4 separate regions of the Mus musculus genome follow, and all the other regions are linked to region 3. Evidence: chromatin contacts called from public ChIA-PET, HiCAR-type and HiChIP or PLAC-seq data. All regions are on one chromosome and are shown on one strand. Each heading gives the region's core, a stretch centred on a gene start, on an enhancer-like site or on the middle of the called end of the contact. The rest is flanking DNA. Distances are from core to core; before and after follow the strand shown. Region 1 overlaps Gm12339 (predicted gene 12339). Region 2 overlaps Rph3al (rabphilin 3A-like (without C2 domains)). Region 3 holds the start of Vps53 (VPS53 GARP complex subunit). Region 4 overlaps Abr (active BCR-related gene).

What was found. ChIA-PET counts read pairs in DNA pulled down with a chosen protein or histone mark. HiCAR-type assays count read pairs that join an accessible place to other places. HiChIP or PLAC-seq counts read pairs in DNA pulled down with a chosen protein or histone mark.
Region 1: a HiCAR-type map of fibro-adipogenic progenitors shows a contact between it and region 3, with 5 times the contacts expected there. The contact joins the enhancer-like site here to the promoter of Vps53 in region 3. A contact is called at or near these places in 6 of 39 promoter capture datasets (cranial neural crest, frontonasal cranial neural crest, hippocampal neurons and 3 more), 10 of 115 datasets of contacts at active chromatin or transcription factors (bone marrow-derived macrophages, craniofacial prominence, embryonic basal ganglia and 6 more) and 2 of 9 other capture datasets (adipose tissue and liver).
Region 2: an H3K4me3 HiChIP or PLAC-seq map of bone marrow-derived macrophages shows a contact between it and region 3, with 4 times the contacts expected there. The contact joins the enhancer-like site here to the promoter of Vps53 in region 3. A contact is called at or near these places in 8 of 39 promoter capture datasets (the 3T3-L1 cell line, the HPC-7 cell line, cranial neural crest and 4 more), 2 of 115 datasets of contacts at active chromatin or transcription factors (bone marrow-derived macrophages and oligodendrocyte precursor cells) and 2 of 9 other capture datasets (adipose tissue and pancreatic islet).
Region 4: a contact with region 3 is called in an RNA polymerase II ChIA-PET map of memory CD8 T cells, with 22 read pairs. The contact joins the enhancer-like site here to the promoter of Vps53 in region 3. A contact is called at or near these places in 4 of 39 promoter capture datasets (cranial neural crest, maxillary cranial neural crest, neutrophils and 1 more), 2 of 115 datasets of contacts at active chromatin or transcription factors (memory CD8 T cells and pancreatic cancer cells) and 2 of 9 other capture datasets (adipose tissue and liver).

What each region holds. Positions count from the first base shown.
Region 1 is chr11:75,811,879-75,815,491 of GRCm38.p6, forward strand. The region is part of intron 1 of Gm12339 (predicted gene 12339); the gene reads left to right. Among named protein-coding and RNA genes, the nearest start is that of Doc2b, 18 kb to the left of the region's middle. Within about 2 kb of position 1,438, at least 110 of the 459 cell types and tissues checked have an H3K27ac peak or open chromatin away from gene starts, as enhancers often do. A contact at or near this core is called in adipose tissue, fibro-adipogenic progenitors and liver, where this site is marked.
Region 2 is chr11:75,863,655-75,867,735 of GRCm38.p6, forward strand. The region is part of intron 4 of Rph3al (rabphilin 3A-like (without C2 domains)); the gene reads right to left. Among named protein-coding and RNA genes, the nearest start is that of Rph3al, 45 kb to the right of the region's middle. Within about 2 kb of position 2,162, at least 30 of the 459 cell types and tissues checked have an H3K27ac peak or open chromatin away from gene starts, as enhancers often do.
Region 3 is chr11:76,177,407-76,181,326 of GRCm38.p6, forward strand. Vps53 (VPS53 GARP complex subunit) reads right to left here and starts at 2,232. Exons shown (of 22, transcript NM_026664.4): 1 at 2,007-2,232. The coding sequence starts at 2,093. It also overlaps a transcript of Tlcd3a not described here.
Region 4 is chr11:76,477,722-76,481,566 of GRCm38.p6, forward strand. It overlaps Abr (active BCR-related gene), which reads right to left. Exons shown (of 23, transcript NM_198895.2): 4 at 1,274-1,459. Among named protein-coding and RNA genes, the nearest start is that of Timm22, 73 kb to the left of the region's middle. Within about 2 kb of position 1,595, at least 150 of the 459 cell types and tissues checked have an H3K27ac peak or open chromatin away from gene starts, as enhancers often do. A contact at or near this core is called in liver, memory CD8 T cells, neutrophils and 1 more, where this site is marked.

The DNA.
Region 1 (3,613 bases), core at 188-2,687, 370 kb before region 3:
GCTGGGACCTCACCTCTGCAATCCAGCTCTCCCTGGGAGACTCAGTATGGCTGGGACTTCATTTGCCTCTGTAATCCAGCCCTGAATTTGCCCACACAACACAGCTGAGGGAGACTTCCTTGGAGGTTTGAAGTCTTCATGCTATTGGCTCTGACTGGATTGAGTCAACAACAAAAGTGAGCAAAGCTCTTTTTCTTATCTAGCAGTCAACTTCAAGGCCGCTCCAGCCCCGGGAAGCCAGCCAATTGCTGGGAATGAAGGAATCAAGGCCTGTAAGCAGTCAGAGCTAGCTTCAGAAGGAGCTCGGTGCAGCCTGCAGCATGTGGCCTTGCTGCAAGCACAGAGGGCAGTGGCCTGGCCAGGCCTGATTATTTCTGATCCACCAGTGTCCTGGCCTCCCCAGGGGTCTTGGCTTCTGAAGAGCAGCGAAGCCCTCTGCTCCTGGCCTCTGGTGCTTCCATTTAGGAGCTTGCTGAGACTCCACCTCCCTGGGGCTTGTGTGTGTGTGTGTGTGTGTGTGTGTGTGTGTGTACAGAGGCCTCCTTCCTTCCAAAGCACCTTGGAAAAGAACTCAAAATTTACAAGACACATATTCACTGGAAAAATAGTGTTCCTTGTTCATCCTTGAAAGCTTCCTAAGAAGGCCTGGGGTGCAGCTCAGGGCTGAGTGCATACAAGACCTTGGGCACAATCTCAGCACAAAAAGAAAGAGGTGTTCTTCAATAAAACAACCTAAAAAGCAACCAGAGGAGCTGGTGAGATGGCTCAGCAGAGAAAGAGTATTGCTGCCAAACCTGATCTCCAAATCCCATGTGGTAGAAGGAGCCAACAGACTCCGGCAACTTGTTCTCTGTCTGTCATAGTGGTATCTCTCTCTCTTTCTCTCACTCTGTCTCTGTCTGTCTGTCTGTCTGTCTGTCTGTCTCTCTCTCTCTCTCTCTCTCTCACACACACACACACACACACACACACAAAATACAAATATATATAAATAGTTTTAAAAAGGGAATCATAAAACCAAACAAAATCCAGATGGGTGAGGGAAATAATAACTTCCAATTATTTGAAAGCCTTAGAGATTAGAGAAACCGCTTAGGTGCATAGCAGCTGGGGAGAGGCAGGGGGTCAGGCTGAGTCCCCCAGAATGAATGCTTTGTATGACTCTGAGCTGTCCTTCTGAGACAGGCCTGGTGTCCTAAGTGTTCTCAGGGTCCTGCATTCAATTCCTATTCCCGCTGCAGTGCCCGGCACCTCCAGCTGTGGTGCACTGGGCCCCAACAGTTGTTCTGTGCCCTCTGCTTATGGGAGCAGGCACAGATGGAGAGGGTGTCGAGGCTGGGCAGCCCAACAGCTGCCATTCCTGTGCACCACCCTGAGTGTGTGTCATGGGTTACTTCACGTCGCCCTCACTATTGTTATTTCTGGAAAGCTGAGCTCTGAGAGGTTAAGTTACTTGTCTGACGTTGAGTCATTCTCGGAGCTGGGGAAAAGAGCCATGTGTGAGCTGTCCTGACTGGGGCCATGGCTTCCGCCCGTGACCTGCAGTCTCATCACTTAGCCGGTAGCCTGGGACTCTGAGGGGGAACATGTCTCCTTGGGGCCAGCTGTGCACTCAGCCTGGGCTCCCCCAACACTCTCTGTCATTCATGTCTGGAGACCACAATACCAGCGGCAGGCTGGAAGCTTGTGTTCCTTTTCCTAGGTTTCGGCTCTGACTCCTCCAATTTCTACTACAGTCAGTGTTTTCTGAGCCAAGCAGGCTATAAGGAAATCACTCTTCCCTTGGACTTATTTATCATCCTGTTATTTCCATTAGCTGACACTGTTGGAGCCCATTCCATCCCTAGCTGTTTGAATTTTCAGCTTGGCAATCTCCAGGCCTGGCAGTAGTATTTCCCGCCCTAAAAGGGACCTAGGTAAGTGGGAGATGTGGCCAGCAGATGTGTGGTGGGAAAGGGGACTTAGAACACAGTAAGAAGGGGCTGAGGGAGAGGCCAGGGGGCACTTTATTTTTGGTTTCTTACTAGTCCGGAGGTAGGTGTACAGTGGAGATCCATAGGGCTCCCTCTGATGGATTGGTGGAGGCAGGGGTGACAATGAGATGCTGGGATTGACAGCTGCATGTGAGTGAGATTGTGTCCAAGGAAGGCAAAGCCATTGGCAAGAATGGGGAGAAGGTTCCAGAAGGCTAGAGGACTCTAGCGCAGACACTGGACCAGTGAACTGAGCAAGGCTAAGGAGGTTGAGCTCAGTGTCTGACAAGTTTAGAACCTTCAGGAGATGGCGTATTATGGTTTGACTCTTAAGTGTTCCTCCCAAAAGTTGATGTTGAAGGCTTGGTGTCCAGGTAAATGGAACTACTGAGAGCAAGTTAGGTTATTGGAGGGGTGCTGGAGTCCACTCTGTACCTCCAGCTCTGAGCAGGGTGGAGCCTGGAGGATCACTGGGATTTACTGGTTTCCAGCCTACTCAAGGAAAGAGAGACCCAGGTTTACAGAGAGACTCTGCCTCAAAGGACTAGGCGTACAGAGACAGAGGATATCCACTTCTGCCTTCACATGTGGGCACAGATCTGTGTGCATGCTTGTGCCAATAAACCTTAAGTCTTTATTAAAAAGTCTGGCTGGCAGGGTTAGAGAGAAGGCTCATTTGGCAATGAGGCATGAAAGCATGAAGACTTGGGTTGAACCCTAGAACACATGTAAAAGTTGGGTGTGGTGGCACATGCTTGTAGTTCCAGTGCTAAAGAGGCAGAGACAGGAGGACCCCTGGGGATTGCTAGCTAGCCAGGGAGCCGAGCCTGGTGATTTGCAGGTTTAGAGAGAGACTCCTCAAAACTAAGGTGGAGAGCAATGGAGGAAGACACCAAGCATCATCCTCATGGATGTAAATCCTTCACATGTGCATGTGCTCTGGCGTGTAGTCATTGGCATACATGAACACACACATATACACACACACACAAATGGAGGGAGACATCAAGTGTCATCCTCATGGATGCAGATCCTTCACATGTGCATGTGCTCTGATATGTGGTCATCGGCATACATGAGCACACACATGTATATGTACACACACACACACACACACACACATACACTCCACACAAAGTCTGGTTGATTTCCCTCCAGAGTGGGTCCCAACTCAGCACAAAGATCTATGGCGATTGAGGCAGGACTTGGCTGAAGGGATTTTCCTCCATTCTTGCCCCTGAGGGGATCAGATAGCATCCTCCCTCTAGCTTGAGGGTGGGATACTCCAAAGACCCACTTACGCAGGGCTAGGGTTTCCTTCATTTAACAGGAAACTCAAGGTCACAGGCCACTTGGCTGTAGAGCACTCGTGGGGAAGGAGCAGCTACAGCACGTTTGAGTAACTGGTTTGACTATGTGTCTGCTGAATGAATTTGCATTCAGATCTGCAATTATGTTTAGGGTTGGCTAGCTCATATGTGAAGTAAACAGATTAATCCTCACCTGTGAAATCAGCCAGGGCTACTCATTATCAAGAGGAGTGAAGGGAGGGGTAGATGAGGCCTGAGGCTGGCCCCACACCTTCCACAGCACTATGGGGAACCCCTCAGCTTTGTCCCAGCTCAGAGAGAGGCCAGCTG
Region 2 (4,081 bases), core at 912-3,411, 310 kb before region 3:
TCAGTCAATCATCTATCTGCAACAACTAAGAAAATTAAAACCCTGTGGGTTTGCCACTTTTACATACTTAATTGTCTTACTTTTGTTTTTCTTTTTCCTTTTTTTTTTTTTTTTTTTTAAAGACACTATCTCAATGGGGAATATGCCTTTAATCCCAGCACTAGGGAGGCAGAGGCAGGCTGATTTCAGTGCGTTTGAGAGTAGCTTGGTCTATATAGTGAGTTCCAGGACAGCCAGAGCTATAGTGAGACCCTGTCTCAAAAAAAAAAAAAAAAAAAAAAAGACAAGGCCTCATATGTAGCCCTGGCTGTCCATCCTAATGCACCCTGTTGTTTTCTCTCCCACCTCCAGACTTGGGTCTGTGTGACTGTGTGCGTGTACACGTGTACACGTATGTATGGGTGCACTTGTGTTTGCAGATGTTCATGTGTGCATGGAGGTCACAGGGCCAACCCCAGGTGTGATACTGTTCCCAGGGAACTGGCTGCCTTTCTTAAAACATTTATTGTGACAGCACACCTGTGGAGGTCAGAGGACAATTTGCAGGCATCAGTTCTCTCCCTATACCATGTGGGTTTCGGGATTTGAACTTGAATGGACAGACTTGGCAGCAAGTGCTTTTACCTGCTGAGCCATCTTGCTGGCTCTGGCCACCCTGTTTTGTTTTGTTTTTTGTTTTTGTTTTGAAACAGAGTCCCCCCACGGGTTGGCCAGTGAGCCCTAGGGATTCTCCTGTCTCTGCCTCTCCTGCCCTGGGATTATAAGTCATTCTACCCTGTTTGTTTTGCATGGGTTCTTATGCACCCCAGGCAGGGACTCTCTCCCAGCCCTCCGCCTTTAAGCTGCTCTCTGTTGTAGCTTGTTTGTTTGGATAGAGTGAAGGTAGCCATCTTTCCTTGCTGCTTGCTTTCTTGCCTCTAGAGAGGGAGCAGTTGGTATTATTCAGATAGCATTTATCAACCACCTCTTGTGTGCTCAGACTGAGCTGGGCAGGGGGGTGGCAAAAACCAAGTGTTCTTGGAGACAGGCTGCTTCCCCCCTCCCAAGTGAGCCTTCCCTCCTGCGCAGGGTCCTTGGTGTTCCGGCACAAACTGGAGTCTGTACCCACGGGAGGGGTGTGGGAGAACCAGGGCCACTGGGCAGAGCTGTCAGCTCCCTTCCCCTGGCTGGTTCCCTCCCTCCCTAGACAACTTAGTAGCTCTCAGCTTTCAAAAGTGTCAGCTCCTGAGGTGTTAACCAGAGACTGCGACCCCTCCCAGGGGCCATTAGCACATTTGCATTTTGAAGAATAACACTTTCTTTTTTTCCTTTTATTGGTGGTGCTGGGGATGAAGCTCTGTGTCTGAGGCATGCCAGGCAAGGGCTTGACCACTAAGCCATCCCTTTCCTTCAGTCTTGGGATAATAGTTTAAAACTCACTGTGTGTTTGCATGTGTCCTTGGTGAGTCAGGAAGAGAGCTCACTCCACCATGCAGCTGCCTTCCCTGAACCCCTGTTCAGCCATCTGTGGGTGGCTGTCTCTACTCAGGGCTCCTTACACACTATGCCTGCTCTGCAAAGCCCCCAACCTCACTAGGACACTGGGAACTAAGGCAGAGACGCCCCCCCCCCCCCCAGGACGCTCTGCCCTCTGGGCCCTGAGTGCAGGAAGTTTGAGCTCAGCACCCTGGATCCCTGAATTCCCAGGGTCTGAGCAATCCTCCTCTTCAATTCAAGTGGGCTCTGAGCAACCAGGGCAGCCTGGGAGACTAGCAGCTGCCAGCACAGCGGAACTGGAAAGCTGCAGTGAGGGGGAAAAAAGCACTGTGAGGGTGCTGTCTGATTCAAACCCCGTGGCTGGATTATTTCAGAACCAGAGAGAACGCTCGCTCCGGCTTCCATGAAGCAGCCTTTGGTGAGGGGTTGTTTCTATAACAATTATCCACTCATAATAAACAAGGGGAGCTTGCCAATGTCATGAGGCAGTAGCCTAAAAGGCTATGCCCCTACATCAGGGGTAGGCTTGCTGGACCTGACTCTAGCCCTATCTCTCTGTAGCCTTGTTGCCCACCCTCAGGAGTATCCCTCCAGCCCTGTATCTCCCATGCTGTCTGGGATGTGGGAAGGTCCTTGTAAGCCCCTCCCCTCTGCAAGGACCATCTCCTCCCTCTGGTCCAGAGGCCTGTCTCCACGCTCCTTGGCTGTTCCCTACCAGCTCAGCAAACCCACAGGGATAAGACTCTCAGCGCCTCCTATACCATGGATTGGCAACACTTCGAAAATGCTTCCCCTTACTCTGAAACCATAAGCATCGTTAAATCTCTCTGAATGCACTCTGACCTCCCCTCCCGTTTCTGCCACAGGTCTCTGGGAGCATGCTCAGGTGGTGTTTGGCGGGGAAGCCATGCTCTGGCCCCAGATGGAGTGGGCTGCACGCAGGAAATGAATAGAGGCTGTGAGCAGAAAATTGCACAGGCCAATTATAGCAAGCCAGGTCTTCTCGGAGAAGCTTCTCAATCTTGATTCAATTCCCAGAACAACAAATATGCCAGTGTTTAAACACAGTCCCAGCCGAAGCGACACTACTGGCCCCTGGGTGGCTGAGCTCTCAGGTGGGGGAGGATTGGGGTCTTAAATACTGGGACGTGCTTCTCAATGGTGCGTGCAGTGAGCGCTTCATTTTCAATCTGTTTTGTTTCTTTTGGGAAAACCTCTAATTCTGAGGCCCCTCTATCTTCCTTACTCATTGTTCCATCGTTCAACTAGGTTATTTCCTTTTTTTTTTTAAATCCCATTTTTTTTTTCTTAGGAGATCTTACAGACTTCTCTGGGTCACTAATTCAAGCTTCCTATTTTGTCTAACTTGGGGAATTTCGGGTTGTCTTTAGATGTGTACTGGTGACATCTAACATGCACGCAGAGTTTATTCTGTACACAGCACAATTCAGAACCGTCTTCATATAAACTCACCAAGTATTACTGAATTGAGGAAGCCCCTGGATGGGAGAGCAACACCAGGCATCCCAGGGTCACACCACAGCTCCCTGGTCCTGGTAGCACCACCTTAGACCTGTCACCAAAGGCCCAGATCATTCACCTAGTTGCAAAATGGGAACACTAATAGTCACCTCTGATCCTTGTGTCAACCCTGCAAGAAGAACGTAGCAAAGGCTGCTTTCCTGGGCCACAAGGACTTTTTGGCAGCCCTATGGGGTGTATGTTTCAAATTGTTTATTTAGGAAAGGAAATGGGGTGTCACTTCAGGGCTAGGCACCAACTAGGAAGTCAATAAATACTTCCTAAAGCAAGGGTCTACCCTCAACTCCCTAGTCCCCATCTGTGAGACAGCTGGCCAGCAGGAGGGGCACAACTGTGCCAGCCAGTGGCATTTGGCATCTGAAAAACAAGCTGGAAGCTTGGATCACGTTTTATTCAAATTAGTGCAAGAGAGAGACCAAATTCAGACACTCCCTAGAGGTACAGGTATGACAAAGCCAAACCACGACCACACAGGCCTGACAGACAGAGTGGGAGGGACCAGAAGCGATGCACCATCAGGCTGAAGTCACACCAGCTGGGAACGTAGGTACCATGTACCCTGGTGTAGTCAAGGTAAATCTCACAGATGATAGGGTCCCCAGTGATGTCCGCTCCTGAGTGTATTCCTAAGGGTGGCTTAATAACTTAAAGCACTCAGTAAATGACACAACTAATTGAAGACTTGCGGGCCAGAGACCCACCTCCAGAAAGGACGATGCTGACCTACTGAGTGCTGAGGCTTTGGGGACCATGCTCCAGTATTTGCCTCAGAAGACCCCAGCACTACAAGGTCGGGAGCCTCAGGTCTCTGGACATGATATGCGACTGAGGATTTCCACTGTGTTATTCTGGTCTTTGCTTAGATGCCCTTTAGCCTCCCCATTATACCTGCCTCAAGTCTATGCTGAAACCCAGCCTTCTGGAAAGGACCCAGTGACATTTGCCTTCCCTGTCACCTTAACTGGATTTGGAGTCCCCTAGGAGATGCGGCTGGGGATGTAGCCACAAGAGTTCTCTAGGGAGGCTTAACTGAAGAAGGAAGACCCATCCTAAATGCAAGCAG
Region 3 (3,920 bases), core at 982-3,481:
GTGTTGGCAGAAAAATTCTAGATTTACCAAAAGATGTCTAGACACTGTACTGCATGGGCAGTTTAAGGGATTTCAAGGGGACTCATGCACAGGTCACATACACAAAAATACAGTACAAATCTTAAAAGGTTGAGAATTTTTTAAAAAGATTTATTTGTTTTATGTATATGAGTACACTGTAGTTCTCTTCACACACACCAGAAGAAGGCATCAGACCACATTACACATTACAGGTGGTTGTGAGCCACCATGTGGTTGCTGGGAATTGAACTCAGGACCTCTGGAAGAGCAGTCAGTGCTCTTAACCGCTGAGCCATCTCTCCAGCCCAAAGTTGAGAATTTTTGCAATTTGGGTGACACTAAAGAATATCCCTGGGGGCTGGTGAAATGGCTCAGTGGGTAAGAGCACCCGACTGCTCTTCCGAAGGTCCGAAGTTCAAATCCCAGCAACCACATGGTGGCTCACAACCATCTGTAACATGATCTGACGCCCTCTTCTGGAGTGTCTGAAGACAGCTACAGTGTACTTACATATAATAAATAAATCTTTAAAAAAAAAAAAAAAAGAATATCCCTAAGAGTCTTCTCTTCCCAACAAGAAGTTTTTTGTTGACTAAAGTCTCCTGTCAACTATATTAAGATGTATGGTCATAATATTAGAAGTAACTGTGTAGGTTTTTGTAAGGTTTTGTTGATAGAGGGAGAAAGATCTTCCTTAAGGGAACTGACATGGGGTTATAGTGTAAGAAGAAGCACATTAGGAGCTATGGATATTGCTTTGTGGTAAGACACTTATCTCATGTGCCAAGGATTTGTTCAACCTCCAATACTAATAAAAAAGAAAGGAAAGAAAGAGTGTGTCTCATTTAATGGCTATTGGGAAGGTAGCCCAAGTAAAATAATTCTACTACTAATAATTAGCATATATGGACCATTAATACTTTATTTTTTTGTTTTTCAAGACAGGTTTCTCTGTGTATCCCTGGCTGTCCTGGAACTCACTTTGTAGACCAGAGGTTGGGGAGACGTGTGCATGTGTATGTGTGTTTTGTCCAGGAGTAGTTTTCTCCCTCTATTTTGAGGATCCTGGGGAAGAGACTCAGGTCAGCAGGCTTGGTGGCACAGTGCCTTTACCCACTGAACTATCTCACTAGCCCTCAGTCTTTTAGTTATGGTACAGATTTGTCTTAGTTTGCTTTACATTGCTGTGATAACACAGCATGACCAAAAACAACTTGTAAAGTAAATAATTTATTTGGATTACAGGTTATAGTATGTCGTCATCAGGTGAAGCCAAGCCAGGAAATGGAGCAGAAATCACGAAGGAATGTTACTTACTGGCTTGCTTTCCATGGCTTGCTCAGCTTGCTTTTCTATACAATCCAGAACCTGCTGCCCAGGGGTGGTACCTCCCACAGTGGGCTGGGCCATTCTACAGCATCAACCAAGAAAATGCCCCCACAGATTGCCCGTGGGCCAATCTGATGGAAGCAATTCTCAACTGAGGCTTCCTTTTCCCAGATGACTCCAGCGAGTGTCAAGTGCGCGCGCACGCGCACACCAGCACAAGGGTCATTTTCCAGTATGCCGCCCCACAACCCTATTCTGTCATTCGTTTCCGCAATGGAAGTATCCCACTGCCAATTCCAAACCACTCCAAGAGTTTAACCAGAGAAATGGAAGAAGCCGCACTAGCTGGAAAATGAATAGAGTCTTAAAATCAACCATAATCCGAATTCTCTAGTCACGGGGCTCCCTCTAGGTTTATCCTGTCAAAGAGGACAGCTCGGCCCAAACTCAGCAGGGCGTAACAACCTCGGAAACACAGAGCCTAGAGAAGACGTGTTCGGTCCCCAGGCTGAAAAACCCATCCCCACCTTTACCACCATCCAGACTTCCGCTCAGCATAAGAACCGCCACCTTTCCAGCCTAGCAGGGGAGATTCGACCCTGGCCTAGAGCTGCCCCTTCCACCGCAGCTTCCTCCCGAGGGGGTGGAGCGCTCACCTGCTCGATGGCGAGTTGCACCTCTGGCGTGAGCTGCAGCACAGCCTCCAGCTCCTCCACAAACTCCAGTTCCTCCTCCTCCATCATCCCGCCGCTCAGCCCCCGACGCCCTCTCCAATCCTGCTCGCGACCTGTCTGTCACCAGGACCCCAGAAGAGCAAGCCTCCAGGTACGGGGCTCGAGGGAGCCGCTACTTACTCGGCTAGCCTGGCACTTCCGGAGAACTGGGCACTTCCGGGAACCGGGGGACTCTGGGATAGCGGAGGACTGACTTCCGCAGGCATGGCTGTCAAGTCCCTGGAAAATCTCCAGACAACCCTTAACCTCAAGTTCCCTGTTCGCACGCGGCGGGTTCTTAAGATTGAAAGCCCTCTCTTCTTCGCCCAGGGCGCATCCCCCACCAGCGCCGTAGTGTCGCCCGGGCGCCCCAGAGAGCGGTAGCCACGGCAGTGTCCCAATGGATGGGCAATAAGCCCCGCTGGCCATGAAGCCAACGTGCAACCCGCTCGCTGGATCCCCTTGGTCTAGGGCAGTCTGTGTCCCCCTGCCATCGGGAGTGAAATGACCCCAGCTGGTAAGTGGCAGTGTTGCCAAAGACATTTGAGGTTTGGGAGAGCTTCTGCTCCTTAGATAAGGATCTACTGGGCAGAATTGTCTGAAGCCTCCTCGCTAGGGTGGGGAGTAAGGAGAAAAGCGACCCAACGCTGGGAAGTGTTTGGTTTTTGAGACCGAATGTCCGGGCTGTACATCCTTATTTACACCCTTGATAACCTTATGATCTTGAACAAAGTATTCCCATCTGCCCTGCTTACACTACGTTAGATGGGGTGACATTAAATATGGAAGTATTATGCAAACTTAGGCAGGTAGTACAGGAAATGTTAGGGTGTTTAGCCGCGTACATTACAAAAAGAGGAGCCAGATAGCCCTGTGGAACCGCTTTTCCAGCAGGCACTGGAACAATGATGGAATTGCAGCCAAGGGAAGGGTTGCCTTACCAGTTCAACATTGTGAAAACCTCGACAGAGGAGTATCTGGCCCTGCTGAACTTTTTTTTTTTTTTCCGTACATATAGTTTTATAAAAATTGCTTCAGGAATAATATAATTTGCTTTTTTTTTTTTAGTTTTTAAAAAACATTATAGTTTTAGGAATGGAATTTTATTGTTGTTTTAGTTTGCCCCCCAAAAATGTGTGAGTAGTATAAGTTTTAGCAACAGCAACAAAAGAATGCTTTAAAATATAATTGCAGGAGGACTGTGAGAGACATCAAGATGGCTCAGCCAGTAGAGCATTTGCCCTCAAGCCTGATGCTTGAATTCATCCATCGAACCCACATGTTGATAAGAGAGTTCTAACTTCCACAAGTTACCCTCTAACCTCCACACATATATTATTGACTCATAAAAGTATTATTTTGACAATTATTTAATGACATAGCGATATATGCACAGTGTATTTCAGAAAGCAGAATATTTATTTCTGAGAGCAAAATTGGCTGGGTGTGATGGTACAAGCCTATAATCCCAACACTTGGAAGGTGAAGAGTAGGTGGATAAGGAAAATGTACTGTCTCAACCAAAAGCAAATGACAGGGAAATATATTTTTTCTTTATTTTCCCACACATCTACAATCAACATATGGTACTTTTTTTTGTGTTTGTTTGTTTGTTTGTTTGTTTTTCAAGACAGGGTTTCTCTGTGTAGCCTTGGCTGTCCTGGAACTCACTCTGTAGACCAGGCTGGCCTCGAACTCAGAAATCTGCCTGCCTCTGCCTCCCAAGTGCTGGGACTAAAGGCATGCGCCACCACTGCCCAGCTTTTTTTTTTTTTTTTCTCCATATGGTACTTTTATTATCAGAAACCATAGGTGCTGTCTGGATGTGGTGGCACATGCCTATAAATACCAGGATTC
Region 4 (3,845 bases), core at 345-2,844, 300 kb after region 3:
ATATCAATCACCTCAGACTTCTGTGGACAGGGAAAGATCACCAGGGGAAGCAGCTGGGTCCCCAACTACCAGAACTATAGCATTCTGGGAAACAATGCCTCATGATTTCCTCTTCCTAAAACAGCAGTAATGAGAACAGCAACAGCAGCAGGCATTTTCAGGCATCAACTCACTCCTGCAACCATCCAGGTGGCTACTGGTACCCCTCTTCACGGAGAAGGAAGCTGAGAACAGGAGGGTAAGCTGTCACAGGACCACCTATGGCAAAGCCAGGATTCAAACCCAGCTGTGACGAGCTCTGGTTGTGCTTGTCCCTACAACACTTGTGGCCTTGAAAACATGGCTGTCAGGATACAGGTATCACCTTCAACATTCAAGTTCTCTCCAGCCCCAAAAAAGTTCATAATGTGTCTATCAATCCACTCATTTGTTCATCTAGCAGTGGAGTCCATTAGTTCTGGGAGTCTAATGAGAAGAAAATACAAACTGTTCCAGAGTTTACACTGGTGGGCACAGTAAAGATGGGAAAGACAGGTGCATTTTAAATAAGTGTTCATGAGGGACAAACATGGGGCCTGGAAAGGCTTTTCTGAGGTCATTCCAACTTGGGCACTGATGGAGAGAAGCCAGGTAAATGGGGAAGACCATTTACGGTCTACAGAGGTCAGGAAGTGTTTTGGTCTAAGCAGGCTCAGGCAGAGCTAAGGGGGAGGGTGTCATGGAAGCCTTAGCAACAAGAGGACTTCTGTGAACATCCTCCAACATTAAACCTGTGCTCTTCTCCTGTGAACAGCAGCAGGTAACACCGGCTGATACTCTCTACTCTGGAACCAACTGTTAGTTAGGACCATATCCAGCCAACTGCTTCACTTTGTAAAGGCAGCACTGGGATGCAACAGCCTTCCAAGGTCTCAGGTAAGCGTCATCCTCCTGCAGCCTCCTCACACACTTCTCTGTCCATGGAGTGACAGAGGGACCTGCGTCCTGGCAGAGGAAGCTCCATTCCAGTGCTCAAAGGACTCCCATGCAGACAAAGCCAGCATTCCCCAGGAACATTCACACACAGGACCTGGCTCTGCCGCTCTCTCTAGAAGCACTTTCAAGGCTCCACTAGGATGGGGGCTGGGGTTGAGGATCCAAGTCCAATTGCCCTAAAGAACCCAGGTCCAGACCGGCCTCCAAGGGCTTGGAGGTGACCCAGGCCTCAAGAGGGCTAGAGTGACCAGTTCTAACACCAGTCTGCCATAGAGACATGCCCTCATGGGAGACTCACCAGTTTCTGGAAAAGATGGCCCATGGTGACCTGGCTGTCCCACTGCTGCACCTTGGGGCAGAGGTTGTCGTAGAACTCCTTGTGGATCTCGTAGATGTCCTGGATCTTGTAGAAGATGGTCTCAATCTGTTGGATGGTGAGCACAGGCTGGGAGGTGGTGGCTGTGGCCTTCAGGGGTTTCATGGGCTGAAGAGGAAGAGGAACAAAGTACAAAGGTGGTGATGAATGAACCAGAGCGTTCGTTGGCAGGTCCTGGGCAGATTGTGACACTGATTACATGCAGCGCCGCCCAAGTTCTGCCTAGGCAGGGCCGCTGAAGTCAGAGCACCTGAAACACGATTTCTCAGAGCTGCTGTCACAGGTCCCAACAAGCCACATGCAGAGAGAGGGAACCTGGCAGCAGCGATCTGACATAGTAGCCACAGCACTTCCCTTCCCCAACACAACCTTAGCTCACAACCCCTGGCTCGTTTGTGTGTGTTCACTGGTCCATTGAGCAGGTTCCTAGTCTCTTCCACAATGGCCTCAGGCCCCAGTCATAAGCCTCCTTGTCATGCTTCAGTGGGACAGTGTTACCTGGGAGGCCAGCTCCTTGGCTGTTTCCTTTTGAGAAACAGAAGGCAGTTCTAGTACTCAGGAGGTAAAACCAAAGAGAGATTCAACACTAGCTCAAGCCAGATCTGTACTGGAAGCACTCCAGAGGCTGAGGCAGGAGGATTGCAGGCCAGCCTGGGCAACACAGTGAGAGCCAGTCTCAAAAAAGAAACCAATGTTAGCTCAGAGAGGAACGGGTACATACATGCCACCCTCCTACTTTCCACATCCGTGGCAGACATGCAGACATTACTAAGCGAGCGTGATGATCTTTCCCACTGAGTGTGGTTTTGGTCACAAGACTCTTTCTCAATGCCTGTTGACATGAAAATGAAAGCAGCTAGTCATCCTTGCTCATCTATACCAAGATCACCAGCACCCTCAGTGGAAGGGGCAGTGACTGTCCCTGGCAGTGACTGGGCAATGGCCCAGCAAGAGACAGGGTGTAGAAATATGGACAGGGAAGGCACACATAGGCAAGGGAGAACAGCCTACAACCTTAAGGCAGTATGGAAAGGGTTTCCCTGCAGACCTGGGAGCAGTGGGAGACGACAGAGTCAGCATGGACTCACCAGAGCTGTCAGCGACACACAGGATGAGGCTGTGGGCCGACTAAGGAGAGAAGCATTCCAGGAGAGAGTGTGAGAGTTAACAGCTGAGGTGCTGGGCCGTGAGATCACCTACACCGAGGGAAGCAGAGCTACCAATGGCTCCTTCAGTGCTATGACAGCCAACCTGGGTTCATCACAGAGGCCAGCCTTCCATCCTAACTGTACTCCATCTTCCTGATGACAGTGGCTAAGCCCAAGTCTCATATATCCAGACAATGTCCAACTGTTGACTTTCTTTGTCCTCTACATTCTACAAAGTCCGGAAACAAGACAAAGCCAGGCCCAAGAAGACCCACTGACCCTCCTGGCACTAGAACCAAGTAACCTTTAGTAACAGGTTCTTGCTAAAAAACAGGATGGGATTCAATCTTGGTCAGGGCAGGCAGTATGGGCTGCAGCCAGAGTCTGCCATTTACTAGTTGGAAGCAAGTCACTCCCCATTTCTGGGTGTATCATCTCTTTACTAGCAGGCTCATGTGTGGGACTGAAGTGGTATTACCTTCTCAAAAGAACCAATAGGAAGAGTGAATCTCAAAAGTCACACATTACATAGAATATCTAGGGGTTGGAGATGACTCAGTGGTTAAGACTGCTTCCTGCTCTTGCAAAGGACATGGGATCAGTCCTTAGCACCCACATGGTAGCTCACAACCACCTGTAACTCCAGTTCCAGGGGATCTGACATCCTCTTCTTGCCTCTAGTTTGAGCATGCATGCAGTGCACATAAACTCATGAAGACACATACATATAAAGATGGTAAATAAATCTTCAAAAAATAATAAAGAGCCGGGTGTGGTGGTGCACACCTTTGATCCCAGCACTCGGGAGGCAGAGGCAGGCAGATTTCTGAGTTTGAGGCCAGCCTGGTCTACACAGTGAGTTCCAGCCCAGCCAGGGCTACACAGAGAAACCCTGTCTCAAAAAACGAAAAAAATAATAATAATAATAAAGAGGGGTTGGGGATTTAGCTCAGTGGTAGAGCACTTGCCTAGCAAGTGCAAGGCTCTGGGTTCTGTCCTCAGCTCTGAAAATAAATAAATAAATAAATAAATAAATAAATAAATAAATAAAGTTTCTAGTACCTACTTGGCATCTAGAAGGCAGCTAATATTATTATTCATCCTTTGAATAAAGAACCAAGTGCCAAATATAAGACCAATCCCCAACCCCCACTGGTGTGCCTGGAACACATACCGTCCCAGTCCTCATGGTGTTTCCAGTCTAGCAGAGGAGACAAAGGAAACACAAGTAAATGATCAAACATGAAATGATACATACCAGTAAGTTCGATGAAGAAAATAAGGAGGGGACCACCTAAGGCAGGGTGGGGAGGTGGCTCCTCCAAAGAGGGGAGGGACCCTTACTC